Regions from separate parts of the Sus scrofa genome. Here region 2 is linked to region 1. A link is a contact called in public Hi-C data. All regions are on one chromosome and are shown on one strand. The core of a region is the stretch at or near the end of the contact, and the rest is flanking DNA. Distances in the headings are between cores, read along the strand shown. Region 1 holds the start of FAM207A (protein FAM207A). Region 2 holds the start of POFUT2 (GDP-fucose protein O-fucosyltransferase 2).

The links. A called contact is a pair of places that touch in the nucleus more often than the background predicts.
Region 2: a Hi-C map of liver shows a contact between it and region 1, with 7 times the contacts expected there. The contact joins the promoter of POFUT2 here to the promoter of FAM207A in region 1. A contact is called at or near these places in 1 of 47 Hi-C or Micro-C datasets (liver) and 1 of 2 datasets of contacts at active chromatin or transcription factors (alveolar macrophages).

What each region holds. Positions count from the first base shown.
Region 1 is chr13:207,558,900-207,563,611 of Sscrofa11.1, reverse strand. FAM207A (protein FAM207A) reads right to left here and starts at 2,732. Exons shown (of 6, transcript XM_013990227.2): 1 at 2,468-2,732. The coding sequence starts at 2,605.
Region 2 is chr13:207,815,392-207,820,103 of Sscrofa11.1, reverse strand. It overlaps POFUT2 (GDP-fucose protein O-fucosyltransferase 2), which reads left to right and starts at 1,966. Exons shown (of 9, transcript XM_021071525.1): 1 at 1,966-2,146; 2 at 3,711-3,961. The coding sequence starts at 2,016.

The sequences.
Region 1 (4,712 bases), core at 1,483-3,982:
ACACAACACAAACTCAACAGCAAGCAGACAACACAACTGACAAACGGCAGAAGACCTGAATGGACATGTTTCCAAAGAAGACGTACAGATGGCCAACAGGCACATGGAAAGATGTCCAACATCACTATCAGAGAAACGCAAATCCAAACCACAACGAGGTACCGCCTCGCGCTGGTCAGCATGGCCCTCGTTACCAAGTTTACAGTAACAACTGCTGGAGAGGGCGTGGAGAAAAGGGAACCCTCCTGCACTGGTGGTGGGGATATAAACTGGTACGACCACTGTGGAAAACAGTATGGAGGTTCCTCAGAAAACTAAACACAGAATTACCCTTTGATCCAGCAATCCCACTCCTGGGCACATATCCTGACAAAACTTTCGTTGAAAAAGACACATGCACCCCTATGTTCACTGCAGCACTGTTCACAATATCCAAGACATGGAAACAACCTAAATGTTCACTGAAAGATAAATGGATCAAGATGTGGTACATATATGCAATGGAATACTACTCAGCCATTAAAAAGCACAAAATAAGGCCATTCACAGCCACACAGATGCAACTAGAGATTATCATGCCAAGCAAAGCAAGTAAGAAAAAAATACCATATGGCATCACTTATATGTGGAATCTAAAATATGGCACAAATGGGAGTTCCCATCATGGCTCAGCAGTAATGAACCTGCCTAGTACCCGTGAGGACACAGGTTCGTCGATCAGTGGGTTAAGAATCTGGTGTTTCTATGAGCTGTGGTGTAGGTCACAGATTCAGCTCAGATCCTGCATTGCTGTGGCTGTGGTGCAGGCCGGTCCAGCTCTACTGGACCCCTAGCCTGGGAACTTCCGTATGCCATGGGTGGGGCCCTAAAAGGAAAAAAATAAAATTAAAATTAAATTAAATTAAATAAGGCGCAAATGAACCACTTACAAAACAGAAAGAGACTCACAGACATGGAGAACAGACTTGTGGTTGCCAAGGAGGAAGGGGAGTTTGAGGTTGGCAGATGCAACTTCTACACTTAGAACAAGGTCCTACCGTATAGCACAGGGAACTATTTCTAACGTCCCGGGATAGACCGCGATAGAATATAATGTAAAAAACAATGTATACGTGTGTATGACTGAGTCACTCTGCTGTGACTTGGCACAACCGAAATTGGCACAACATTGTAAATCAAATATGCATCAATTTAAAAATTAAGAATTATAGGAGTTCCCCACGTGGCTCAGCAGTGAATGAACCCAACTAGAATCCATGAGGACTCAGGTTCCATCCCTGGCCTCGCTCAGTGGGTTAAGGATCCAGCGTTGCCATGAGCTGTGGTGTAGGTCACAGACGCTGCTCAGATCCAGCGTTGCTGTGGCTGTGGTGTAGGTTGGCAGCTACAGCTCCGATTTGACCCCTAGCCTAGGAACCTCCCTATGCCGTGAGTGCAGCCCTAAAAAAGACAAAAAAAAAAAAAAAAAAAATTTAAAAATTACATATCATGGGAAATACACCCAAAAAGTTTATAATGCATATATGAAAATCTAGCTCTTTAATCAATTACACAAGATAAAATGCAAGAAATTAACACAATTATATTAGGGGGTAAAAACGTTGTTATGAAAGCCTGGGCACTGGGGCCAGATCCTGGGTTCAAACAGCAGCAGCCAAGTGTCCTTGGTAATTTATTTAATCTCTCAGTTTTTCCCCGCAAAATCAGTCGGCGTGATTATGACAATGTAAACGGCCTGGCACACAGCATAGCTGTTCTCCTTAGCACTACTAGCCCAAAGCCATGGGCCCCACAAACCAACAAGACTGGTCCACAATCCCCAGAGGAGCCCCTTGGTTACAGACACCGGCAGATGCTTCCAGGCAGCTCCGGGTCAGCCCGTGATAAAACATGGTCTAACCACACAGTGGAACATTTTCCACCATAAAAAGGAGTGAAGGGTGATAGTCATACAACCTGCAGGAACGTTGAAACCACGCTAAATGCGAGAAGCCCAACGCGAAAGCCACAATCTCTAGGACTCCATCCATGCGAAATGCACAGAACAGATGGGCGGCTGCTTAGGGCTGGGAGGGCTGGGCACGGGGCACAGGGGCTCTTCAGTTTGCTCCTCGTTTTCTGATGACCCTGGGACTTCCCTTTCCTTTCCCGGGAGCTGTTTGTGCCGCATTCGAGCAGCCTTTCTGCCCGTGGCCGTGGCCGGCTTCTGGTCCTTCCCCGCACGGCGCCAGGCGCGGAGCAAGCCGACCCCTCCCGGGCCGTCGCGCCCGTGCGCCGAGCCTCGGGGCCCACGGAGGCCACGACCCTCCGCGGACCGGGAAGGCCCGCGGGCCGCGCAGCCAACACGGCCCGGGCCGCGGTCCCGGGCTCTGGGGGGCGCCCACAAAGCCAGCCCGGGACCCCCGAGGCCGCACAGTGCGCCGCACCTCTGCCCCCCCCCCCACCGCCGGCGGTGTCCCCAGCTGACCTTCGCCCCGACGCCGCCGGCCGGGGCCTGCGGAGGGGCCGCCTCCCGGGCGGGGGGCGCGGGGCCGGGCGCGGCCTCCCCCGCGGGCCTCACCGCAGCCTGGTGCACCCGAGCCCGCAAGCCGCGCACTTTCCCCATCTCGCCCGCGGAGACCCACAGCCCGCCGGAAGCCGCGGGCACACGCGCCACAAGCCCCCGGAAGTCGGTCCCGCGTGCTGGGGGCCCGGCGGAAACAGGAGCCCGGCCGCTGGGATCCGCTCTTCTCCCCGCGCCCGACGCGCAGGCCACCGGAAGGGCGGGACGGAGCCGCAGAAGGGCGCGGCTGCAGCTGGAGGAGCGGGGCCGAGGGGTCCCGCCTCCGACCCTGCCCGGCTTCCCGGGGCGGGGGCGGCTAATTGTCGGAATCTGTGCAGCCTTGATAACTGGGGAGTGATGGACACAGCGCTGGGGGGGTTCACGCTTGTTGAAATACACAACAAACTTGGGTTTGCTTCTGCCTGTCAGAGATGCCCGGGAGTAGCGGGAAGACTGGGGGCTGGGGGCACCTCAGAGACATCAGGCCAGGACTTACAGGGGCGACTTTACAGAAGTGCCCCTGGAAGAAACCCAGAAACCAGCTCTCAAGCTCAGTACCCCAACTCTGTCAATGGCCCCGCTATCACCACCTGCGCAGTGGCCAGGGTGGGTGTCTAACCAAAACCTGCAGATCAGGTTCCTGTGGCTAGAACCTCTTGTCCAGCTGTGAGCAAGAGGAGAGAACTTCTGGGAGGCTTTCTGGATGGTGAAGACCCAGCCCACCACCTAGTCGTGTGCCCCCCATCTGGTGGCAGCTACAACTTCTTTAGGGGAATGTCACGCGATGGTCTCTGGTTCTACTGCTGTGGGGAGAACTAAGGACAGACAGCACAGAGGTAGTGACTGCTGGGCACACACAGGCAGAGAGCTAACTCAGCTCGCTGGAGGAATGATCTCCTGGCAGCTGGTGCAGAGACACTGGTGTCTTCAACACACAGGTATATGCTCTGCTCCATCCGGCCTCGTTTCCTGAGATGGCGGGCAGGGAGACCCTGGCTTGGCTCCTGGCTCCTTTGCTCACCAGCCCCCCACCTGGCAGTGATCTCTGCCCCTAGCCACCCCCAGAGCCTGCAGGACAGCCTCAACCTCAGGGTTGCTTCTTGCCTCTTCCCGGCAGCCCGTGCTTTCTCAAAGGAAAAGATTGTCCAGCTACCGCAAAATGCATCTGTTAGGACTTTCTTTAAATCCCTGGGCCCCCTCTCTTTGTGTCTGTCCCTTCATCTCCCTCGGCGACCAGGCCACACCCTGCTGCCCTGACATTTGCACCTGCAGCCTGACCCCTCTCTGGGTCTCCACCTGAAGTTGTGGCGATCCCAAAGTGGAAGCCTTGCTTCCCATCCCAATCTGCCCCCGCCCACCCCAGCAGTACAGTCCCCTTCGGAAGGAATGGCAGCCCTCACTCAGGAAGGGGCCCAAGCTCCAAACGGAAGTGTTTTCTTGGCCAACTCCTCTCCCTATCACATCCCCCCAACAGCCCCCTTATCCATCCCCCCAAATTCCACCCCCACCTGGGCTCCAGCCCTGCCCTCCACCCTTGGCCGGAATGGAGCCCCTTCTGTTTACAGCAGCCCCTACCTCCCCAGGGGGGCTGCGTTGGTTCCCGGTCTTCCAGGAAAGGCTACCCTTGGCTCTGGTCTCCGGGGAGGCCCCGCACCCTCGGCAGCTCTGCCTTTCCCAGAGCTCTGCCGTATCTCCTCTGTTCCCTGGGCTGTCGGCCTCCCGGCTGGACTAGGTGGCCTTGGTGATGCCCGGACAGACCCAGCTCTCGCGCGCGCGGCGCCAGGCAATTCTTCCGTCGCGCGAGGGCGCTCACGGCCCGCCGGGGTTTCTCGTGGAGCTGGGGCGCCGCGGGCACCGACGCCCAGGGCGGGGAAAATCCCAGCGCGGGCGCTTCCCGCGACCCCGAGCCCCTTCGGCCCCGCCGAACGCGGCGCACGCAGGATCCATACGAAGACTTCCAAGTGGGTCTGGGGTTCCCACGCAGTCTTGAAGGGTGGCTTCCGGGACAGCCTCGGGACAAACACTGCCGTCGCTCATGCCTGTCTGCCCGATCCTTCGCGGCCTCCGCAAGGACTTCCTGCGAAGCGCCGGCTCTGCCCTCGGGTTTCCACGCCCGCCCAGCGGCGCCTTAGAGCGGACGACGACCTGCGCGCAGCGGCCCTGCGGGTGC
Region 2 (4,712 bases), core at 717-3,216, 260 kb before region 1:
AGTACCCCCATCACAGAGGGAAGCCCTGGCAGGAGGGTGGCCGCACTGGCTGGAGTGGCGGGGACCCTGCGGTGTCGAGGACTGTGCTGCCTCATGCTGAGGGGGTCAGCTGAGACAAGGACCCTTGATGGTGGTTTCATGTGTCATGTGGCTGGACTAACGGTGTCTAGACAGCTGGTAAAGCAGTGTTTCTGGGTGTGCCCTGTGGGTGTTTGTAGAAGAGTTGAGTGTGTGACTCTCTAGGGGAGCAAAAACCACTCTGTCCTCGGGGGCCGGGGCGGAGGGGGGCTCATCCAATCATTAGGAGCAGAGCAGGAAGGAGGAGGAAGGGCGAATCCACTCTTTCTTCCCAAGCTGGGACCTCAGAGCTCCTGGTTCTGGAGCCTCTGGACTCCGAGGGAATCTTACGGCAGCTCTCGGGTCTCGGGCTCGCAGCGGCAGGCCCCCAGGACCCCGGGAGCCCCTCCCTGTAACACCTCTCATCTGTCTGTCCCCCGAGTCCCGCTGCTTTGGAGAAGCCTGACCGCTGCAGAGCCCAGGTGGGGTGTCAGTGTGGCCTTTTCCCGGCTCCCACGGTGGCACAAGCTAGACACTGGAGAGGAGAGGGTGCCGGCTCCCAGTTCCACTTGGCTCGTGGGAGGGGCAGTCCTCAGGAGTACGTGCGCTTTGACTTGCTCTCAGGTGAACACATAGGGATGAAACGGCTGCCTCCGGGGCAGGTGTGAGTCTCACTGTACGAGAAGCTGTAGGAGCATTTCTGAGGTGATGTGTGTGGATACCTTGCTGACGGCGTACCGGGTCCCAGCTGAGCCTCGGCTCGACGCCGGGGGTTGTCAGCGTCGCGTGTGACCATTCTGCCCAGCAAACAGTGGGACCTTGCTGTGGTTTTCATTTCCATTTCTCTAATGATGCCAGGCACCCTCCCAGGTGGACGGTGGCAAACACGCTTGGTCCCAGACACCTCCGAGCGAAAAAGGCTTGGACGGCAAAGACAGCCAATAATTCCACCTTGCCTGAGCCTTCACTTCATGGCAGCGAGGGGCTGGCCGCAGCCACCCTGCCTCAGAGACTGAGGTTTCAAACCAGGAGCTACAAAGGCCCCATCGTCCTAACAGGTCAGGTACAGTTCTTGGCCCCAGGCAGGAGCCACCAGGAGCTCCGACCTCTCAGAGATAGTGCCCAGTGCGGGCACAGGTCTGTGGGGCACTCCTGGGAATGGGGCGCAGTGAAGGGCGGGGAGAGGGCCCCCTGCTGTGGAAGGAGAGATCCTGAGGACAACCGCTCAGCCCGCCCCGACCAAGGGACACACACCATCCCACCCCATCCCCCAAATGTCCCAGGCTCGCCGCCCGCTCTGCCCTCCTCGCGCTGTGAGACTGCGCCCAGCCCAGCATCGGGTACCCCCGCCCTGACGGCCTCCTGCCACACCTACCTCTTGGGAGAGACCCAGTCATCTCAGAAACTGCCCAGCAGCGCTAATTCAAGGCCCGCGGCGGGCCAGGCGGATCTGCGACCCAGGTACCCCACCTGGCCAGCCGTGAGGGTCTGAGGTCAGTCCCCTGGCTTGCCCGCCCCCAGGCCACACGCTGACAGTGTTCGCACCTGGTGCGGAGGCGGAGGCAGCGGAGCCCAGGAGGAGCCCGGCTTGGCGGGCAGGTGAGGGTGTCGGCGCCTAGACACCTGGCCCCGCCCCAGACACGCCCCGGGCACGCCCCCAGGCTCCAGCCCGCTCCCTCCGGCTCCAGCTCCGCCCCAGCTGCCTCAGGGCAACCTGCCCCGAGGACGTCCTAGAGCCCCGCCCATAGGTAGGCCACGCCCATCTGTCCCGCCCCTCGTCCCGCCCCTGCTCCCCTCGCAAGTTCTGCCCCAGGAGCTTCCGGACGCGGAGTCACACAAGACGCATGCGCTGGGCGGGCTCCGGAGCGTTGCCGTGGCTACAGGTGACGCTACGCTAGAGCGCGGGCTGCGCTTCCGGGGCGGGGCGCGGTCGCCGGAAGTGTGTGGCCGCCGGGGCCATGGCGGCGCTCAGCGTCGTCTGCCTGCTCCTCGGGGCAGCGTCCTGGCCGCCCGTCGCAGCCTCGGGCGAGGAGTTCTGGCCGGGCCAGTCGGCAGCCGACATCTTGTCGGGGGCGGCGTCCCGCAGACGGTAAACGCGCGTCCGCGCCCTCTGCGGGGCTGGGGGGCTGGGACCGGATTGGGGGTGGCGGCCGGCGGTAGGGGCGGGGCTGGGAGCGGAGCGGAGGGGCCGGCCTGGGGCAGAGGATCCTACAGATAAACAAGGCTTGGCTTTCTTAAGAACCACCCATTCGAATATCCGGTTCTCGGGCTCCTCAAACCCCGGGCAAGGCCCGCATCACCTAACAGGGGCCCACGGCCTGCGCTTCCTGGGGCTCCGGGAGGTCCCGGCTGCCGGGGCTACCTTGGCTCGCGCCCCCCGCCTGGGAGCCCGACGGGGAGCGGAGGCCGATCCATCCAGATGTTGGTTGTTTTCGTAGATAAGTCTCAGGAATGAGAAACAAGCCTCTGGGTCGTTCAGCGGTTACTGAGGGCTTGACCCAAACCAGACCGCTGGATGCGGGGTGTAGAGATGGTGAATGGGCCCCTTCGTCTCGGTGTTGGCAGGCTTGGGGGGTTAGAGCCCCAAGCCGAGGATTACCAAGCAGCCTCATCTGCAGGAGCAGAGATTGTGGGAAGAACTAATGCAGAGAAGGGAGGGGGGCGGACAGAAGCCGAGGACCCCTGCCTGGGTTTTGTAGAGGGGTCTTGCTTTGGATAGGGCAGCAGTTCTCCAAGTGTGTCCAAGGACCCCCAGCTGCCAGGCCTTAGAAACACCAGGTTGCTGTCTGTTCTTTTGCCCACATTCCCTCTTGAGTTTACTGTGGGGTTTTTCCAGAGACCATCAGGCCTGTGATACACAGGGGATGCAGAAGCAGGCAGGAAAATCCAGCTGTCACCAGACCAAAGAAATTTGCAAAAACTGAAAACATTGCTACTCTTCTTACTAGTAGGAAAATACACAGGCGTTCTCACTGTGGCTTGGGGTAATGAACTGGATTAGTATCCATGAGGATGCAGGTTTGATCCCTGGCCCCACTCAGTGGGTTAAGGATCTGGCTGTTGCCGTGAGCTGTGGTGCAGGTCGAAGCCACCTCTCCCATCTGGTGTTGCTGTGGCTGTGGTGTAGGCCTGCAGCTGCAGCTCCAATTAGATTCCTGGCCTGGGAACTTCCATATGCTGCAGGTGTGGCTCTTTTAAAAAAAGAAAAAAAGAAAAAAAAATACGCTTATTTTTCATTTGGAAATTCTAATGATAACAGGTGGTAGGCTTATTATCGTTACTTTTAAGGAAATTCGTAAATACTTTTGAGAATTCTTTAGCTTCTAATACAGGAATCAACAGGTTTAACCCACATAAACAACGTCCTGGGGTCCTCAGTCATTGTTAAGAGTGTGCAGGGGTCTGACGACCAAGAAGGTTGAGGACCCCGGAGTACAGGTGCTCAGGCTCTAGGCGCTGAGACTCCCCTGCGCTTAGCTGTGACCATTGCTGTGGTTAAAGGGGTGCTGAGATGTCTTCTGCGCCTGCTTAACGGGTCCCCTAGAAATGGGTGGGTAGCTGCCTCCACTTTCCAGACCAGAAACCACTAGCCTTGTGTGGGTGGGGGGTGGGGGGTCTTCTGTGCGGAGCCCTGACCCGCTCTTCCCTGCCAGGTACCTTCTGTACGATGTGAACCCCCCGGAGGGCTTCAACCTCCGCAGAGACGTCTACATCCGAGTCGCCTCCCTCCTGAAGACGCTGCTCAAAACCGAGGAGTGGGTGCTGGTCCTGCCCCCCTGGGGCCGCCTCTACCACTGGCAGAGCCCCGACATTCACCAGGTCCGGATCCCCTGGGCCGACTTTTTTGATCTTCCGAGTCTCAACAGGAACATCCCTGTCATTGAGTACGAGCAGTTCATTGCAGGTGAGGCGGTCTCTCACCTGGGGCCGGAGGGCCTTGCTTCTGGGGGGCCAGCTGGGGCTCCTCTCCGGTCCCCGCGCCGCCAGTGCTCTCGGTCTTTCCGTGGTTTTTCTGGGGACATAGTTCCGACGTGTGCGAGCTTTGTGTCCCTGGCCTCTGAAAGCCCTGGCTGCCTCGTCACATGTGCTGGGGAGGCCCTGCTCCTCCGGCCGGTCTTGTCCCAGAGGACCACGGGGCTCCCACCCTGTGCTGTGGAGAACATGGCGCGTGGGTGACGTTGATCACGTCTGGGGACGCGTGAGGGCACGTCCTCGTCCCCACGGTCCTGCTCAGGCTCCCATGTGAAGGTGGTTGGGGGAAGAGTTGAAGATTCTTAGAATGGAGGTACTCAGAGCTTGCTGTGGCTTCGAGCAGAAGACAGAAACTTAAAAAAGCAGTGACCGTGACTTCCTGCAAGAGGGCGTCTCGGTTCCTGAGCAGTGGTCACCGAGTCCCTGCTGTGCAGGGCCTGGCAGGCCGAGTTGGCGCCCCCGCTAAGGACAGGTGACGCGTCCTCTTTGTCAGGTTCTGTTTGTGCTGCACGGATGAGCCCGTCACTCGGAGGCGTCTTCCGTGTCAGGGTCGGCGCGGGGACCCTGCAGGCCGGGAGTCGGGCAGTGTCCGCTGGCAGCTGCGCTCCTCTGAGAATGGAGCATCCTCTCCGACCCAACGGGCCGTGTGGCTGGGTGTTTAGTCCCACCAGGCTCGGCCTGGG